Linked DNA regions of Macaca mulatta: region 1 is linked to region 2. Evidence: chromatin contacts called from public Hi-C data. All regions are on one chromosome and are shown on one strand. The core of a region is the stretch at or near the end of the contact, and the rest is flanking DNA. Distances in the headings are between cores, read along the strand shown. Region 1 has its middle 23 kb from the start of TRIL. Region 2 overlaps CHN2 (chimerin 2).

Evidence for each region. Hi-C and Micro-C count contacts between places; a contact is called where the count stands out from the background.
Region 1: a contact with region 2 is called in a Hi-C map of fetal cortical plate, with 2.5 times the contacts expected there. The contact joins two enhancer-like sites. A contact is called at or near these places in 9 of 14 Hi-C or Micro-C datasets (blood, cortical neurons, fetal cortex germinal zone and 5 more).

What each region holds. Positions count from the first base shown.
Region 1 is chr3:99,415,878-99,422,114 of T2T-MMU8v2.0, forward strand. No RefSeq gene overlaps it. Among named protein-coding and RNA genes, the nearest start is that of TRIL, 23 kb to the left of the region's middle. Within about 2 kb of position 4,289, at least 18 of the 40 cell types and tissues checked have an H3K27ac peak or open chromatin away from gene starts, as enhancers often do. A contact at or near this core is called in fetal cortical plate, where this site is marked.
Region 2 is chr3:98,950,539-98,956,589 of T2T-MMU8v2.0, forward strand. It overlaps CHN2 (chimerin 2), which reads right to left. Exons shown (of 13, transcript NM_001261577.1): 5 at 4,170-4,283; 6 at 1,509-1,794. Among named protein-coding and RNA genes, the nearest start is that of PRR15, 160 kb to the left of the region's middle. Within about 2 kb of position 2,458, at least 3 of the 40 cell types and tissues checked have an H3K27ac peak or open chromatin away from gene starts, as enhancers often do. A contact at or near this core is called in fetal cortical plate, where this site is marked.

The DNA of each region.
Region 1 (6,237 bases), core at 3,039-5,538, 470 kb after region 2:
GAGCCTGTGCTGGGGTGGCTGGCTGGGAACAGGGGACACAGAAGGGTGTTGCTTTCATGCCACAGCCGTGCTTGGGCCCTCTGCAGAGGCAATCAGTGAGTCCCTCAGGGCAGAAGACTGTGGGAATCTCCAGTCTGACTCTGTCCTCATTAGGCCCATGAAGAGCAAATGTCCACTATCAGAAAATGAATGAGCAAATACAACCTCCAAATAAAGGGGGACTTGCAGAGGAGATTGTAGTTCTCACTCCCTTGATGTGGGCTATCTTCTGGAAAAAAGGCATGACACTTAGTGTAACTTGTTTAAGAACCATAGTAACAATTTATTAGCCTCTTCTGTTCTTAGAGGGGAAAAATCACAACATAAGGTGTTCAGGTCAACCATTACACAAATCCAGGTATGCCCAGCCCTGTACTAGGCGTCTTGCAGCACCTTATTTAGATGTCATAGTGGTTCGACAGGAAGACATTATTACTACAAATTTTCTAGCAAGTTATGTAACATGCTGAAATAATCACCCACCTGGAAAATAACTGACACGGAATGTGGACCCGAGTTTAGCTGACGCCTAAAACTATGCTAATTCCACTGCAGTGTCATTCGGTATTTCTTAAGTTTGTCTGATGGGACACTCAGGGTGAGGTGAGTACTTGTTAGAAATCTGATCCTGGGTCATGTTGCAGATCCAAGACATCAGAATCTTTTAGAAATGGGTACAGGAATTTGCTCCAGGTGAATCTCATCAGGCAAGTTAGATAAATGCTGCTGTAATGCCTTAAAAAAAAACAAAAAACAAAAATACACAGTAATTCTTAGTGAGGTGTGTGCTAAGAGTCTTTTTTCTTTTTCATAAACTTTTTATTTTGCAATAACTTTAGATTTGCACATAACTTGCAAAAATAATACAATTTCCTTATACTTCCTCTCACCTAATTTCCCCTAATGTTAACCTCTTTAAAAAGCCGTGGTACATTTGTCGTAACTAAGACACTAACATTGGCAAATTACTATTAACTTCACTCCAGATTTTATTCAGCTTCTACCTATATTTACCCTAATGCCCATTTACTGTACCAGGATCCAATCCAGGGTACCACAGTGTGTTTAACAGAGAGACTTTTGGTAGTGCATACGTTCTGAACTAAAGCTAATCATGAGTATACCTAATGGCACAGCAGTCGCACTCCTGTATGTATTTGTAGCAAATGACATGTATGAAAATGTTTACAGCAGCAGCCTTCAGTTGAGATAAAACCCAGACACAACCCATCCATAACAGAATAGATAAATAAAATGTATATTCATGCAATGGAATATTGTGTAGAAATGAGAAGGAATAAACTATTGCCTGTTGTAATAATGAGGATGAATCTTGCAAACACGATGTTGTGGATACGATGCAATGCAAGAAAGAGCAAACACTCTAGGCTTCTACTTACACAAAATTAAGACAGGTGAAACTAAACTATGCTATTTGAAGTCAGAATACACCACACCTTTGGGAGGGGTGGTGACTGAGACAGGCAAGAGATTTTGGGGTGTTGGAATGTTCGATTTCTTGAGCCGGATGCTGGTGCCATAGGTGAGTTCACGCTGTGAAAATTCATCAAACTGTGCACTTCAATATTTGTGCCGTTTTCTGTGTATATTTTATTCTTCTTTAAAATTCATTAAACACAGACTGAAGTGTTTCTGTGGAAAAGCAGCACCGTGGGTTTGGGACAGCAGCTTTAATTTATATCTGAAAACAAATTAGCTTGATGCTGCAAATTGGATACAACGGACTGTGCAGTCACCCTGCACTAGGAAACAAGCATGGCTCCTTGGCTAATTTACAGACACCAGGACATCCTCCTCCACGCAGAAATGTTTGTTGCCATGTGCTTTTAGGGCAGGGTGTGACTTTTACAATAAAAAAGCTTTGCCAGCTGGTGGTGTGAGATGCATCCTTCCTCGTGGAGTGAGGCCATGCTGCTGGGACACATGGAGAGACATGCTGGCCCCAAGCATGAGGAGCAGCCTTTCATGTGCACAGGTGACTACCAGAAGCAGGGTGCAGGCCACCCTTCTTGTCCTGGTGAGAGCTGTGACATCAGGTAGGACACATCACCAAGGACTGGGCATAGTAAGTAGGTGGTCAGATCAAACATCACCTCATAACCCCTCCCTGTCCCAACTGTCTCTGTCACTACTATCCTCTCTCCTTCTGCTCCCCCTACCCAAGCCAGCCTTACACAGCAGCAGCTCCTACCAACCACTAGTTCCACTAACTCTGTTCTCAAATCCCACCCCAGCCCCAACTCTTTCTCATTTAGAGCCCTCTTGTGTCTTTTCTGAAATTTTCCAGTTGTTTCCCAATGCTTCCCTCTACCTGCCTGCTATCTAGAGGTATAAAAGTAGTCCTTTCAAAAACTGAAATGTGCTTGTTTGGATTCTGGGATTAAACTCCATTATCTCCATAGCTGTGAAGACAAAGCTTGCCCCCTTGTACTAGCTATGGTCTGCATGTGTCTCCCAAATTCGTATGTTGAAACTTAACTGCCAATATGATAGTATTAAGAGGTAGGGTCTTTAGGAGGTGCAGAGCCCTCATGAATGGGATTAGCAACCTTATAAAAGAGGTTGAAGGGAGCTCCCAGGACATTTTTGCCCTTCCGTCATGTGAGGACACAGCATTTGAGGCACCAACTTGGATAAAGACAGCAGCCTTCATCAGACACCAACCTGCTGGTGCTTTGAGTTTGGACTTCCCAGCCTCCAGAACTGTGAGAAACAAGTTTCTATTATTTATAAATTACCCAGTCTCAGGGATTTGGTTATAGTAGTACAAATGAACTAAGATAGTACTCAGGTCTCATATGCTCCTTCTAGAATGTTCTCCTCTTAGCCACCAACAAGGCTTGTTCTCTTGCTTCCTATAGAACATGTTTCAAATGTTCAAACTAAAATGCAACCTCCTTATCCTCCTCCTCATGGGTGTAGTTGGCTTTAGTCCTTGTCATATAACATATGCTGTGCGTCACCTGTCTTCTTCAGGACCTTGTTCCACTCTGTGCCAGTGGAATTTCTGCAAAGGCAGGGATTTTTCTCTATCCCAGTTGCTCTCACATTGCTTGGCACATGGTAGGGGCTCGATGTGTTGAATGCACTGTGGAATGAATCTGAGCTTGGCTTACTTCTCCAGGTTTATCTCCCGCCATATCCCTACAAACTCATTGTGCCCCAGTCCCATTGATCCATGAAGTTCCACATCACTCCCCCACAAGGCAGTGCGTGCAGTCCCTTCCTCCCGCAATACCTGTCTCCCCTTTCTACACATGCCAAGCTCGTCTTCATCCTCTGGATTCCACTGGAGCTTCAGCAACTCCATAATGCCTTCCCATGGTGACACATAGTGCATGGACCACGCTAAATGCTACTGGCTTGTTCAGGCCTCAACCTTCCCCGGAGACATTAAGCAACCCCAGGGCCAGACAGGGCCATTGTGTCTTTTCCTCCAGCCTGGTTCTTTAGATGTGTGATGAGAGAATACATAAATGGCATGCCTAAAGACATACAGGCAGTTAGTGGCAAGGAACACACTCGCTTCCAGATATGCTGGTCTTCCATTCATGATACTTCACTTGTTATTTCCGTTAGAGAACTCCTTTGAGAAGACATTCTCACCAACCTTCCTGAAACTCACAATTCCTCAAATTCCTTACATTAATCAAAATGTCATGTGATTAATTACTTTTCATGAAGTGGCTCCTACTGCATAGATTTTAGGCATGAAGATTTCTGTGAGATTTTGAGATGTTTTGAAATTCCTCAAGCAAAAGAAAGATATCCTGGGCAAGCTGAAGGTTATTGTAACCTCAAACCTTTTAGCTGAAAGTTTGAAATGCTCCCCTACTTTCTTTCCTGGATGGGTGGAGCTTTATCAAGGCCTTCATATTCATTTGAAATTGTCTTCTCTTAGAGTCTCAGTCAACGGTGGCTTTGGAGAACTGAGCTCTTTTTCTGGCTTATCTCCAGGCCCTTTGAGGGCTGGTGCCTGCACCCACCTTCTACAGGCAGCCTAAATGCCAAGATCGAGGTTGAACTTAGGTGATGAGGTCTTTTCATTTGCTATCTTCCTTGTTGGTCCTGGCATCTCCTCAGCATAGTGACCAGTTAACACTAAGGGGAAAGCAGATTAGCGTGTGCCCATGGCCACACAAACCCAACCAGATTAGGCAGGGCCCTGTGTCTCCCCCTTCTTCACTCCTCCTCTGCAGCCTGAGGCTGGTTTTCCCTTCCTGCTAGAGAGCTGCTTGTTTTCACTGGTTGCTAAGCAGCATGTAACATGCTGGCAGGGTTTGCAGCGGTCTCTCCTCTCCCAGCAGGCTCTTTGGATTAACCCCGTGTGGAAAAATGGAGTTTCAAAACATGGGGCTGTGTCACAGTCCAGAGAAGCCAGACCCAGAGTTGATAACAAGCCACGCCTTGCTTTGAGGGGCAGGGATTCACATGGGCCCCAGCTCCCAGGCCACTGGCACTTGACTTTGAGTTCTGGCCCCACCCCTTGGTAACTGAGTGACTTCTAGGAAGTAACTGACCCTCTCCAACTAAGTCTTGGTTTTCTCATATGTGAAAGGGTTAGGCCAGGTGTTGTGGCTCATGCCTGTAATCCCAGCACTTTGGGAGGCTAAAGCAGGTGGATCACCTGAGGTCAGGAGTTTGAGACCAGCCTGACCAACATGGCGAAACCCGTCTCTACTAAAAACAAAAAATTAGCTGGGCAAGGTGGTGCATGCCTGTAATCCTAGGTTCTTGGGAGGCTGAGGCAGGAGAATTGCTTAAACCCGGGAGGCAGAGGTGAGCCGAGATTGCGCCATTACACTCCAGCTTGGTTAACAAGAGTGAAACTCTGTCTCAAAAAAACAAAAATAAAAACAAAAAAGAAAGGGGATAATGGTACAATTTCTGCATATGTTGTTCTGAGGATTAAATGAGATAAGTGTGAAAAGTACCCAGCACAGAGTCCATTATGTGGTAGGAACCCAGCACTCACAGTTAGCTGCTGGTCATGCGATTTTCACAGCACTGTCGTGCCTATGATCTGCCTCCACATCACTACAAGGCACCTGGCTAAGGTAACTGTTGATATTTCCATTTTAAAGATGGAAAACACAGGCACAGAGAGGCAAGGGGAGTTGTTCAAAGCTAAACAACTGAACTAGTGTTGGAGTCGGGTTCCCTAATGACTTGTTTCGTGTTTTTTCTACTTTGTCACAGCACCCCAGAGGTACCTAAGTCTCAAGGTTCCTTCCATCCGGACTTTTCTTTGAGGAAGAGAAATCAATTGGAGGCAAGTGAGTCTGTGCACCTTGCTTCCCACTTTGAAACAGTTTCACTTTTGATCATTACTAAATCATCCCCAAGACGAAAATTATGTGTGCATCCATTCTCTGTCTAGCGTAATGGGAATGAACAAATAACATGGACTTCACGTGAGACTATGAGTACTGGACAAGGAAAAATTGGCCTTGAAGTACGTGGTATGAAATCATGCTTCCAATCTATAGAGTGACAGAGCTGTAGGAAAGCTGACCTTCATAAAATCAAAAATAGTGAGAGTTTGTCATACCACCCAGGGAAAAGTAGGTAATTTTAAGTCTTTTTCTCTGGACTCCTAATGACTCTAATTATACTGCTTCTGCTTTTTAGAGTCAGTTAATTCAGCTGGTTGCCAGAAAGGCAGCAAATTTGATCCTTGAAACTAGTTTCACTTTATTCTGTTATAGCCCTGGGCTGCACTTTACCCTAGCCTGGTCCAGGTCTCTTGGGAAACCTGATGAGAAGAGGTGGGGAGTGACTTTCCACTCTTTTGTAGAATCAACTCTAAGACTCTAAGCACTTGGTGGCATTTGAGTATTGCTTTCAAACATTTTTGTTATGTCCTGGACCATTATGTAGTTAATATTTTCTTTAAATTCACTCATTTATAACCTTAAAAGTTTTAAAATACTGTTGTATTAGTCAGGATAGTCTAGGCTTTGTTACAGTAACAAATAAACCCTGATATTGCAAAGGCTTAACACAGCAAAGGTTTGGTTTTCCATATGAACAAAAGTTCAACATCACTGATCATTAGAGAAATGCAAATCAAAACTACAATGAGATACCATCTCACGCCAGTCAGAATGGTGACTGTTCAAAAGTCAAAAAACAATAGATACTGGCAAGGCTGTTGAGAAATAGGAATGTTTTTAC
Region 2 (6,051 bases), core at 1,208-3,707:
ATTATATTTTCACTGGCCCAGCTGCTGCACTGATGTGATTCTGTGGAAGGTTCTCCTAGGATCTGAAGCTCAATCAGCAAATCAACTGAGATCATCCCTGTCTGCGCCAACGGGACCACGGTGCCACCCCGCCCTCCTCCCTCTCAGGGCTTTCTGATGAAGCCCCTCTGCCAATGCCAGTCCCAAGTCCGTCAGCTCGAGGCTCCTTTGCTTCCCATTGACACTGGACGACAGGAGGCCCGTTCCGGTTTAACTAGGATTAGCGACCACTGGAAGGAGCAGTGTGGCCGGGCTGTACCTCCTATCGGCTTATTTCTATGTGTCCCAGCCCTAGTGTGCCTGAGAAGCCGGGCTCAGCACCGACTCTGCAGGGGCTGACTGGCGTGGCTGGCTATCACTTTCCTTCAGTAGGAAACGGATAGGACCAGGCAAAGCAGATGGTCCCTCAAGGGGCACATCCCAAAAAATCTGCTAGCAAACTCTGGTGGTGCCTTTCAAACACACAGTAACTTACTGGAGAGGAAAATCAGATCTCCCCGGCCACCTCCTGCCACAATCCACCCCCGCCTGCATATGTGCCCACTTAGGAGTTTTTTAAATCCTTGGTGAGGCATAATAACTTTGTCTGGGGCAAAGGACAGCCTGTCTTTCTAAGCTTCCTAGAGATAGCCGCGTTCCCATATCTGTCAGTGAAATGCTCCCATATCTGTCAGTGAAACCTGTTATCTAAGTAAGACCACCTTCAAGAGACCTGACCTGTGGATCATGGGCAGTCACCCAGTCCTAAGAGAAGCAAATACAAATATCACATATTTGGCAGGCTGGGTGGAACTACAGATGGAGCCAGTGACACCTCAAATGGCAACTGAAACCGTGTTTCATCATAACACGCTAATGGAGGTTTTTGGGTTTTTTTTCTTTCAAACTCCAAATAAACCCACAAATGACTTGGTAGAAGTCCTAGGTCTGACTGTATGAATTTGAACAAATCATCAAACATTTCTGGGCTTCACCTGTAAAATGAGGGGCCTGGGCTAGAAGATTTTTTATTTATTTATTTATTTTTGAGACGGAGTCTCGCTCTGACACCCAGGTTGGAGTGCAGTGGCGCGATCTTGTTCACTGCAAGCTCTGCCTCCCGAGTTCACATCATTCTCCTGCCTCAGCCTCCCGAGTAGCTGGGACTACAGGCACCCGCCACCACGCCCGGCTAATTTTTTGTATTTTTAGTAGAGATGGGGTTTCACCGTGTTAGCCAGGATGGTCTCGATCTCCTGACCTCGTGATCTGCCCGTCTCGGCCTCCCAAAGTGCTGGGATTACAGGCGTGAGCCGCCGCGCCCAGCCTGAACTAGATTTCTAAGGTCCCTTTGGCACTAACATTCTAGACTTCTTTGGGTGAGGGTGGCTCTCCTCCAACATTCCAGCAAATCGCACCTATAGTTAACCCGCCTGTTGACTCGGCATGGACTAAAACGAGAAGGGCTGTTTCCATCACACATAGCTCACCTTGTCCACTGCCGTGTGTTCTTCGTGTGTGACGTTTGTTTTTCTTGGTTCGTTTTTAGACTTGCTCAGCTTTCTGGATACTTTTTCTCTGAGTAGGGTGGCATATCCAATGTGTTCGTAGATGGGGTTAGTTGTCATTTTTGAAATGTACTCGGCAGCTTTTGTTTCTATGTACAGTGTTATCAAGCCATCTGTCACCAGATCGTGAATCGACTCAAACCTCTTCTCGCCCACAAAGTGTTTCCCGTCGTGGAAGAGCCTGTAGTTTAAGGTCTGGTTTCCAAACCTGCCCATGACAGAATGAGGGATTACAACCACGTTAGAAATAAGCACAGTGTGGAATGATAATAACAGCAGCTAACGTTTTTTGAATACTTAGTGTAGCCCAGGCATAGGGCTAAGCATTTGATGTGATTATTTTTTCCCCCTAATGATCATAGAGACCCTTTGAGATGGTATAACGGTTATGCCTGTTTTACCGCAAAGGCAACTGACACTTGAAGAGATGGCGGTTCCTGCTTGAGTTTAGATGCCTGGAACAAGGCAGAGGTGGGGCTTAACCCCAGGCCGTCACATGGAGTCGTTTGATCCTAGAAATCACTAAGGTCATTGTCAGTATCCTTCTCATTTGTAAAAGTCAGAGGGTAATGCCTGATTTACAACTATGTTACTTATAAACTTACTTAATGGGAACCAGCTCTCCTCTATACCTGGCAATTACTCTGCAAGGGATGCCCTGCCCCTTGTCCTGATGCCCCTTTATTATCGCATCTTTGCCACCTCCAGCAGAGCACCCCATGCCTTCCACCCTAGTTGGTGCAACAGAAGGGAAGCAATAAGGTGTGCTAAACTCCCTGCTGGAGCCATTGCCAGCATCCCCACAATCTAATCTATAGGTTCCCTCCTCTCTGAGCCCTGGCCTTCCATCTACAGCCCCTGCTTGACTTCCCACTAGAACTGCCAGCTTCTGCTACTGAAGCGCTGGGAAGATAGGCACACCTACAGCGCCTGATATAATAGCTTTTTAAGTTCATCCTCATAATTACATTATTTAAGATACGTTGTAGACATATTGCAACTTGGAAAGTGTCACTGCACAGCCATAATAGGGAGATGGTGCATGGAACACACCATTGTGGGCCTGGGAAGGGCTCCCACGGACACCATTCCCTCTATGGAGAGAGGGTTTTCCAATTCCGAAGAGTTCACAAACGAACTTTTGAAAGACAATTCAGTTCTGAAATTGGATACCTTCCCCAAAACGTACAGGGCTGCGGCGAGGATCAAATGACAGAAAATATTTGATCAAGGTTTGAAAAGTGCCATAAATGTGCTGTCTTTCCTGTGCTGTGATGTTTAATAGTTGTGATTTTGTGGTAAAGGCTCAGTAGAGCCTGTTCTACTGGCTCGTTGGCCTGAAGGGTCATGACTGCCCTCACGACAGGTTCCTGGGATCAACAAGGTGATCCCTGAGAGAACCCCATGAGCAAATGCAGGTCTTTTGAGGTCTGCACGTGCAAGGCCAGGTGAAGAAGCCTTTCCTTCAACATGGGCTGCTGGGAGCTGAGGCAGAGATGCTGTGGCCTCGGCCAGCTAGATGGTGCAGGCAGAAGTGGCTGTAGAAACACTAGCTTTCCAGATGGTTCTCCAGTTTACTGTGTGACCATACTCAGAGTCCCAGTGTCCACACCTACTGATAGCATCTGTGACTGAGGAAATGTATACAACCTCTGATAGACTGCTGGTACTTCAGAAACAAGTGAAGATACCAAGTAAGGAGTAGGGAGGGTAATTGTTTATGGTAGCGGATTTCTGTTTGGGATGATGAGAAAGTTCTGGAAATGGATATGGAGATGTTTGCACAACATTGAGAATGTACTTAATGCCGCTGAATTTTACTTAAAAATGGTAAAAGGAGGCCGGGCGCGGTGGCTCATGCCTGTAATCCCAGCACTTTGGGAGACCGAGGCGGGTGGATCACAAGGTCAGGAGCTCAAGACCATCCTGGCTAACACGATGAAACCCCGTCTCTACTAAAAATATAAAAAATTAGCCAGGCGTAGTGGTAGGCACATGTAGTCCCAGCTACTCGGGAGGCTGAGGCAGGAGAATGGTGTGAACCCAGGAGGCGGAGCTTGCAGTGAACCAAGACCGCGCCACTGCACTCCAGCTTGGGTGACAGGGCAAGACTCTGTCTCAAAAAAAAAAAAAAAGGAAAAAGGAGACCAGATGCAGTGGCTGATGACTGTAATCCCAGGACTCTGGGAGGCTGAGACAGGCAGATGGCTTGAGCCCAGGAGTTCAAGACCAGCCCAGGCAACATGGTGAGACCCCCTTCTCTACAAAAATAAAAAATAAAAATAAAAAAAAGAAAAAAGAAAAAAAATTAGCCAGTCATGTTGGTGTGTGCCTGTGGTCCCAGCTACTCAGGAGGCTAAGGTGGGAGGCACTTGATCCTGGGAGGCAGAGGCTGCAGTGAGCAGTGATTGTACCACTGTACTCCAACGTGGGTGAGAGAGTGGGATCCCCCCCTCATAAAATAAACATGGGAAAAACGATGAATTTTGTGTTATGTATATTCTACTGCAATTCTTAAAAATGGGCAAACATCAGTGAAGCCACTTGTACAGCAATGAAAACAAGGAGTGAAATGCGCCTCACCTGAGAGCCAGCGTGTAGCATCCTGGTTGCCGCTGGCTTTCTCTAAGGATGTAGGCACCCTCCACACCTCCGAGCAGCTCATCCGCCTGCTCCCGAGAGATGATCCCATGAAACCTGAAGGTGCAAGACCATCATTGCTCTGAACAGACCACATACAGAAATAACGACCACAAAGAACTAGCCTTAGAAGGATGGCGGGGGCAGCCAGAATCGACAGCCCCCCAACTGAGTGAAGAGGGGAGTGACTGCTGCACATTTAAGTGACCTGGAACCACCCCTCACACGCTCCAAACACAAGTATTCAAGCAGGCAAACAAAAGGAAGAATGCCCAGTCCACCTGGCTTTCTGCTATTGTCTTTGCTCTCAAGTTGAAAATGAAAGTTGAAACAAAAAGCCAGGTTACTCAACCACCCCCCTGGCCTTTTTTTTAACCATGGGAAATAACAGAAGAGCAATTACCAATTTAGCTCTCAGCTCAGAGAACTATGTGTTATCCTAATTGCAAGTGGACATTTATTGATTAGCAACCGGCTTGCTTCAGTTCAGGGTGGTGGTAATTTTAGAGGCTCATTTTCTGGAAAACAGTAGCGATAATCAACATTCTTCCAGCTGGGTTGGGGAGTGAGGCAGTGCCAAGGGACTCCAAGCTTCTGGGAGAGGAGTAACACCTCTTTCTAGGATTACCCAACCTTGGAGAACTTTGGAGAATAAATCAGGGAATAAATTTTCTGGATGGAGAAAAACTCCTTTACTTTCTTGAAGAGGGGGAAGGGAAGTCAGCTAAACAAGTTTTGTTTTGTATCTTCCTCAGGAATGCAGAGATTAAGTTAGGGTACAAATGGAGAAGGGTAACATTTTTAAAAGTGCCTATCACAATATTTATTTCCTAACTCCCTTTATCCTTAAAAAGTAGACCTTCCAAGCTGAAGCTTCTGTCCAAGGAAAGTGAGATCAGAAGCAGCCCGTGGCTTTGTGCTTCAAAATCGCTTCTTTTTTTTTTTTTTTTTTTTTGAGACGGAGTCTCGCTCTGCCGCCCAGGCTGGAGTGCAGTGGCCGGATCTCAGCTCACTGCAAGCTCCGCCTCCCGGGTTTACGCCATTCTCCTGCCTCAGCCTCCCGAGTAGCTGGGACTACAGGCGCCCGCCACCTCGCCCGGCTATTTTTTTGTATTTTTTAGTAGAGACGGGGTTTCACCGTGTTAGCCGGGATCGTCTCTCGATCTCCTGACCTTGTGATCCGCCCATCTCGGCCTCCCAAAGTGCTGGGATTACAGGCTTGAGCCACCGCGCCCGGCCCAAAATCGCTTCTTAAAAGGTGTACGGCAGTGACGGCCTGGAAAAAACAGGCTTTCTGGCTTCCCAAAGTTTGATTTTAAATCTCAAGAGCTGATGCCTGGAGGTCTTGGAGCAATGCTCTTCGGAGTGAAGATGAACGTTCTGTGCATCCCCAGTTCCGGTGGGAGGGACCGAGGCAGAGCCCAGTCTCAGGGGGTTTAACTGGCCCTGCATAGCAGGTATGGTTTGGAACTGGGAGGCCAGTTTATTGGGGCCTGGAGCAGAGGTGTTGGGGCTTTGACAGTGAGGCCACTGGACCTAGGAACCTTGCGGAGGAGCCTCTTGTGCAGCCTGAGCCAGGATGGAGAGGGTAGACGGCCTGGGCGAAGAGCCCTGGGGGCAGCCTTGCGATGGGTTGGTGGATGGGTTGGCAGTGAATGTGGGGGTGGGTGTGCGGGCGGAGGGGACGTGCAGCGGGAGAGTGGGAGGAGCAGACAGCATTGCCAATATTCCCACACATAAGTAGAAAAGACAAAAGCTGGGATGTTGAAGATACAACCTGTGGGCCAGAGTAACAATAGCAGGACAGGGCACACAGAGGGACCTG